Linked DNA regions of Pan troglodytes: region 2 is linked to region 1. The links are chromatin contacts, called in public HiChIP or PLAC-seq maps. All regions are on one chromosome and are shown on one strand. The core of a region is the stretch at or near the end of the contact, and the rest is flanking DNA. Distances in the headings are between cores, read along the strand shown. Region 1 holds the start of GATD3 (glutamine amidotransferase class 1 domain containing 3). Region 2 holds the start of CFAP410 (cilia and flagella associated protein 410).

Evidence for each region. HiChIP or PLAC-seq counts read pairs in DNA pulled down with a chosen protein or histone mark.
Region 2: a contact with region 1 is called in an H3K4me3 HiChIP or PLAC-seq map of stem cell-derived excitatory neurons, with 4 times the contacts expected there. The contact joins the promoter of CFAP410 here to the promoter of GATD3 in region 1. A contact is called at or near these places in 1 of 7 Hi-C or Micro-C datasets (stem cell-derived neural progenitor cells) and 1 of 1 datasets of contacts at active chromatin or transcription factors (stem cell-derived excitatory neurons).

The regions. Positions count from the first base shown.
Region 1 is chr22:44,729,281-44,731,980 of NHGRI_mPanTro3-v2.0_pri, forward strand. It overlaps GATD3 (glutamine amidotransferase class 1 domain containing 3), which reads left to right and starts at 1,272. Exons shown (of 6, transcript XM_054675320.2): 1 at 1,272-1,512; 2 at 1,776-1,828. The coding sequence starts at 1,372.
Region 2 is chr22:44,934,819-44,937,555 of NHGRI_mPanTro3-v2.0_pri, forward strand. It overlaps CFAP410 (cilia and flagella associated protein 410), which reads right to left and starts at 1,280. Exons shown (of 7, transcript XM_514938.9): 1 at 1,149-1,280. The coding sequence starts at 1,225. It overlaps LOC134809270 (a long non-coding RNA gene), which reads left to right and starts at 1,446. Exons shown (of 2, transcript XR_010154600.1): 1 at 1,446-2,014.

The sequences.
Region 1 (2,700 bases), core at 22-2,521:
GAGGACAGTCAAATGTGCCAAGCTTGTCTTTGGTTGTAACTGGTAATGTCCCATGTCTGTTATTCTAGTTCCCCACTATCTTGCGAGGATTGGCAGTAAAGTCCTAGTGATGGACAACGCGGCAGTGGGGAAAGTGACAGCCGTGGCTAGATCATCAGATGTGTCTGTAGAATCCAGTGTGTCCCTGTGAACATCCGCCAGCAGTAACCATTCACATTATTTCAAAAACCTGAATTATTAGGTTGAAAATGGGTAAATCGGGGAAAAAGCCAGCACTTATCCAGCTATTCCTCTGTGAACTAACCCATGCATAACAAATAGATTTTTTTAATGGAAGAATTCCAGCTAGGACCCGAGCAGCTGGGATCTTCACACTGACCGTCCATGCTGTGAACGTAAAAAACAAAAACAAAAAAACAAACCCAAACAGCGCCCGGGAATGGTGGCTCACGCCTGTAATCCCAGCACTTTGGGAGTCCGAGGCGGGCAGATCACCTGAGCTCGGGAGTTCAAGACCAGCCAGACCAACATGGAGAAACCCCGTCTCTACTAAAAATACAAAATTATCCTGGCGTGGTGGCGCATGCCTGTAGTCCCAGCTACTCGGGAGGCTGAGGCAGGAGAGTCGCTTGAACCTGGGAGGCGGAGGTTGCGTTGAGCCGACTTCGCGCCATTGCACTCCAGCCCGGGCAACAAGAGGGAAACTCCGCCTCAAAAAAAAAAAAAACCCAAACAGAATCGGCGGCTCACTTGCCCCCAGACTAACCCAGATCAAGCCCCTGGGTGGAACTGCAGTTTCCAGGATAGAACATCCCGGGGTCAGTAAAACCCGGAGGGGTCGCTCCGTGGGAGCCGGAGCCGCGAGGAGACAGTCATGGAAGCGGAGGGGTAGTCCTGACCCCGCGTGGGTCCTGACGCCGAGATTAAGACGAGTGGCCATTTAGGAGGATGTGGACCCTGGATGCTCGTGGTGAGTTAAGGATGAGACGGAGGTAAGGTAAGAAGCGCCGGACTGAGCCGCCCCGAGGCAAGACTGCTCTGCGGATGGCGGAAAGGGTGCGCCGCCTGTGGAGGCGTCCGATGGGGGCGGGGCTGGGGGCCCCGGGAGTCACCAGCATCCCTCAGCCTCGAGCACGAGCCCTCAGCCACCACCGGAAGGAAGACAGGGTTCCCGGAACTCTATTCGGAGGCTCTGCGCAGGCGCGGGCCCGCCCACCGGCGCACTCACTGGATAGGGCTGAGACGGGGGCGGGTCTTGGCTCCGCCCCGAAGGCTGCGCAGGCGCGGTCCCGACGAGCAACGCGTTTGTAGACGGGTGGGTGCGCACGCTCTGTGCCTGCGTGACCTTCCGACCCCGCTGTCCTCACCGCAATGGCGGCTGTGAGGGCCCTGGTGGCCTCGAGGCTCGCTGCGGCATCTGCATTCACGTCCCTGTCCCCCGGCGGTCGGACGCCTTCCCAGCGCGCAGCCCTTCACCTCTCCGTGCCGCGCCCCGCGGCCAGGGTCGCGCTGGTGAGTGGACGGAGGGGGTGAGGTCAGCTCCCGCCTCCAGAGATCAGCCTTCGCTGTTCTCTGCCCAAGGTCGGCCCCTCTTCCTAGGTCCGCTCCCGCCGCCCCACGTCGGCTCCTTCACCCCGAGTCACCTCCTGCGGCCCAGGTCGGCCCCATTTTCCCGGGTCAGCTCCCGCGGCCCAGGTCGGCCCCTTTCCCCCCAGTCAACTCCCGCCGCCCAGGTCGGCCCCTTTCCCCCGGGTCAGCTCCCGCTCCTCTCGCAGGTGCTGTCTGGATGCGGAGTCTACGATGGGACCGAGATCCACGAGGCCTCGGCGTAAGTCCTCAGGGGCAGCTGGTCCTCCACCCCGGGGGCCTCGAGAAGGCCTCTCCACCAGTGAAGTTTACTCTTTTTTGAACAGCTTAGAGAAAGCATGTATTTTATTTTATTTTTACTTTTTGTCTTTTGAGACAGCGCCCAGTCTGGAGTGCAATGGCGCGACCTTGGCTCACTGCGGCCTCCGCCTCCTGGGTTCAAGCGATTCTCCTGCCTCAGCCTTCCGAGTAGCTGGGACTGCAAGCATGCACCACCACACCCAACTAATTTGTGTATTTTTAGTAGATACGGAGTTTCACCATGTTGGCCAGGCTGGTCTCAAACTCCTGACCTCAAGTGATCCTCCCGCTTTGGCCTCCCAAAGTGCTGGGATTACAGGCATGAGCCACTGCACCCGGCCGAGAGAGCTTGTATTTTAAATACCCTATCCTTGGCTAAAAAAAAGCAAAAACGACTCGCAAAACCCAGGGAGACGCTAAGGAAGAACAGTTTTTAAGTGTCGCTTATACTGTCATCTAGAGCCTAGAAATGACTTAGCATTTCATTTGAGTGTTTTTCAGGACACACACATTTTGAAAACACTGAGATCACACTCACCCGTGTTTTGCAAATGTTTCTGACGCATGGGAAGTAATTCCCATTCATTCAGTTCTCAACATCATTTTAACAGTTGCGTGGTATTTCTGGGTCCTAGACAGGTTACTGTTTATGTAACTGGTCAGCTGTTGCTGAGTGCTTGGTGGCCTGATTTCCTGTGTTACTGGAAATGACTGCAGGCCGAACCAGTAGGGCAGGAGGCCACCACGCGTGCCAGGTACCTGTAGTTCCCATGTGGTTCAGGGTGAACTGGAGAGGGGAGAGCTAGGTGGTGG
Region 2 (2,737 bases), core at 30-2,529, 210 kb after region 1:
CCTACAAACCTTAAGATTCTAGGATTTTAATGGCATGGCAAAAAAGGAAGGTTGCCCAGATAACTGGCAAAGGTATAAACAATTGTTTTAGCTGATTTTCAGCTAAACTGTATGTTTGACGTTGGGGTGGTACTTTTTAGATAAGGAGCAGCAGGGTTGCTCCATTTGTAAGACACAAAAAGATGAACTCTTCCTCATGGTCCCTGAGTAGCAGAAGGTTCATTTCTCTCACTGACAGACATAAACAAGGGCGTCTTTATAAGAGGCCAAGTTCAAAGGGTGAACAGGCAACTTATGAAGCAAACTTCAAAAGCCTGAAATAGGGTTGTTGTTTCTCCCAGCTTAGTGGGAGTACTGACCACCCCATGCAAAACAAAGAAATGCATTATTGAAAGCAAATGACACGGGAATTGTAGCCAAAACACCAGATATGCCAGGGCAGAGAGAAAAGCTTTTTAATTAACAGGGAAGAGCTCACTCTGGGCAGTCTGCGGACACCCCTGGGAGGAGGCGTCTGCTCTCGCTGACCCCCACACCCGCCTGCACGGTGCGGCCAGTTGACACGGCGCGGTCACTCTGCTGAGTCCCCAGGGAACCCTGGAGATCTTGCAGGCCTCAACTCCAGGCTCCCTCTTCTGGAAGCTCCTGGTCTTCCTTGGCTCAGTGAGACTCAGCATTACCCGCCTTTCAGCCTGCATGGGTCCCACCGCACCCACGTCCCTTCCTGTCACCTGCTAGGAGTACCCTGGGAACGGCCGCCCCCAGTACTGATTACCAACGTGTTTCCTGACTCAGTCCTGGAGAGCTCAGTTCTCTCTCCCATTCGACTTGGTCCCAGTGACTGCTGGCAACCCCAGACAACAGACCCAGCCCACAGGGCAGCCGGGGCAAAGGCGGGCCGGGAAATGGGGGGGGGCCCAGGCGACCCCGACCCCCGGCCTCCTCCCCTCCCTCACCCGCGGCTCCTTCGCCGCCCTCGTCCCTGCCCCTCCCCCCTTCCACTCCGCCCCCGCCCTGCCCCGCCCCGCCTCGCCTCCTCCCTCCGGCTCCGCCCTCGCCCCGCCCCGGCTCCTCCCTCCGGCTCCGCCCTCGCCCCGCCCCGGCTCCTCCCCCCACCCCGGGGCGGCCGCGGCCAGGCCCCGCCTCACCAGCAGTTGAGCTTGCGCACGCTGTGCAGCTCCGAGGCCTTGGCCCGGGTCAGAACCATCTTCCGCGTCAGCTTCATGGCGGCCGCCCAGGCCCGACCGGCGGGCGCCCCCGGCCTCCTGATCCCGGGCGGGTGACGACTGCGCGGCGCGTGTCTCCAGGGGCGGGGCCCGCGTCGTCAGGGGCGGATCCTGAGCCCATTGGCGGCTCGGTGAGGAGAGCGGGGCGACGCGAGCCCGCTGGGGCCGCTTGGGCGCCGCTGACACGTTGGCTCTGCTCCTGCTCATGCGCGGCCTAGGGCGCCCGGCTCTGACGCGATTCTAACGCGACCCCGGAAGCGCGCAGCGAGCAGAGGGTGGGTGCAGGGGGCGGTCCCCGAGTCGGCCCAGTGAGGGCTGAACTGCTGCTCCCAGGAACCGAGCGGGGTGGGCTCGGTCCGACGCGCATCATGGCCGAGTGCCTAGGCCTGACTCTGAGCGCAGGCCTAGCGTGGATGGGATGGGCGCTACACAGCTCCAAGTTACGCGATTCAAACTCTTGGAATAAACCCAGGGCAGCCCTGGGGCTGTGTTGATTCCTTGTCTCCCTCCCTCCCAGCATTTACAGAAAAGACGCATTTATAGGAAAGACGCACGGGCAGGTCCAGCAGAGCCCTTACAAGCATTTCAGCCTTTTAGAAATCAGATAAGACCCTCTAAACATCGTTACATGGGCCACAGTTACATTAAGACAGGCGTTCTGACGTTCTGAAACCGCCTTTGCAAAAAATTGTATCGGTGAGAGAAGGATGGCCTTGAAGGAGATCTGGCCAACCCCCATCTTGCCTTTGGCCTTAAAGCTGCCTTTAATTATTCCTGGATAAGCAAAGGTAACTTTGGGAGACATTTATAGTTTAAGTGATAGCAGCCCTTCCTCAAAACTAAACAGCCTTTGTAAAGCTAATGAGACCACTGAAACCGCCTTTGCAAAAATCATAACTGAAGAAATTATGACAGGGGAAGATCTCCTAACCCACCCCATCTTCCTTCTATCCTCTAAGCTGCTTTTGTTCATTCCTGGGTGTAGACCAGACTAGCCTTGGGAAGGAATTTAGTTTATAGATTAAACTGAAACAAAATTGATAATAGCCCTTTCCCAAAAAAACCCTTCTTGCCTGGGGACCAGTCTGCCTTTGTAGGACTAACAAATTAAGCTACGAGATTAAAAATTACAGTTTAGGGGCCATGCACCCTCTGGCGGCAAGAGTCTGAACCTCCCCAAATTGCTTCTGGGAATAACATCACTGTTGCAAAACTTAAGATCAGTGCTTGAAATATTTTGTAGACCCTGCATTCAGATGCAGCAGATGACACCACCCAAACGGATAATCTGGCTCAACCATGTGTGTGATCCCACCCAGGGACAGAAGTCAGCCAGAACTCATTTTGACCCCCTATGATTTAATCTTCGACCTGACCAATCAGCACTCACCACTTTCTGAGCCCATACCCGCCAAATTATCCATAAAAACACTGATCCCCGAATGCTTGGGGAGACTGATTTGAGTAATAATAAAACTCCGCTCTCCTGCACAGCCAGCTCTGTGTGAATT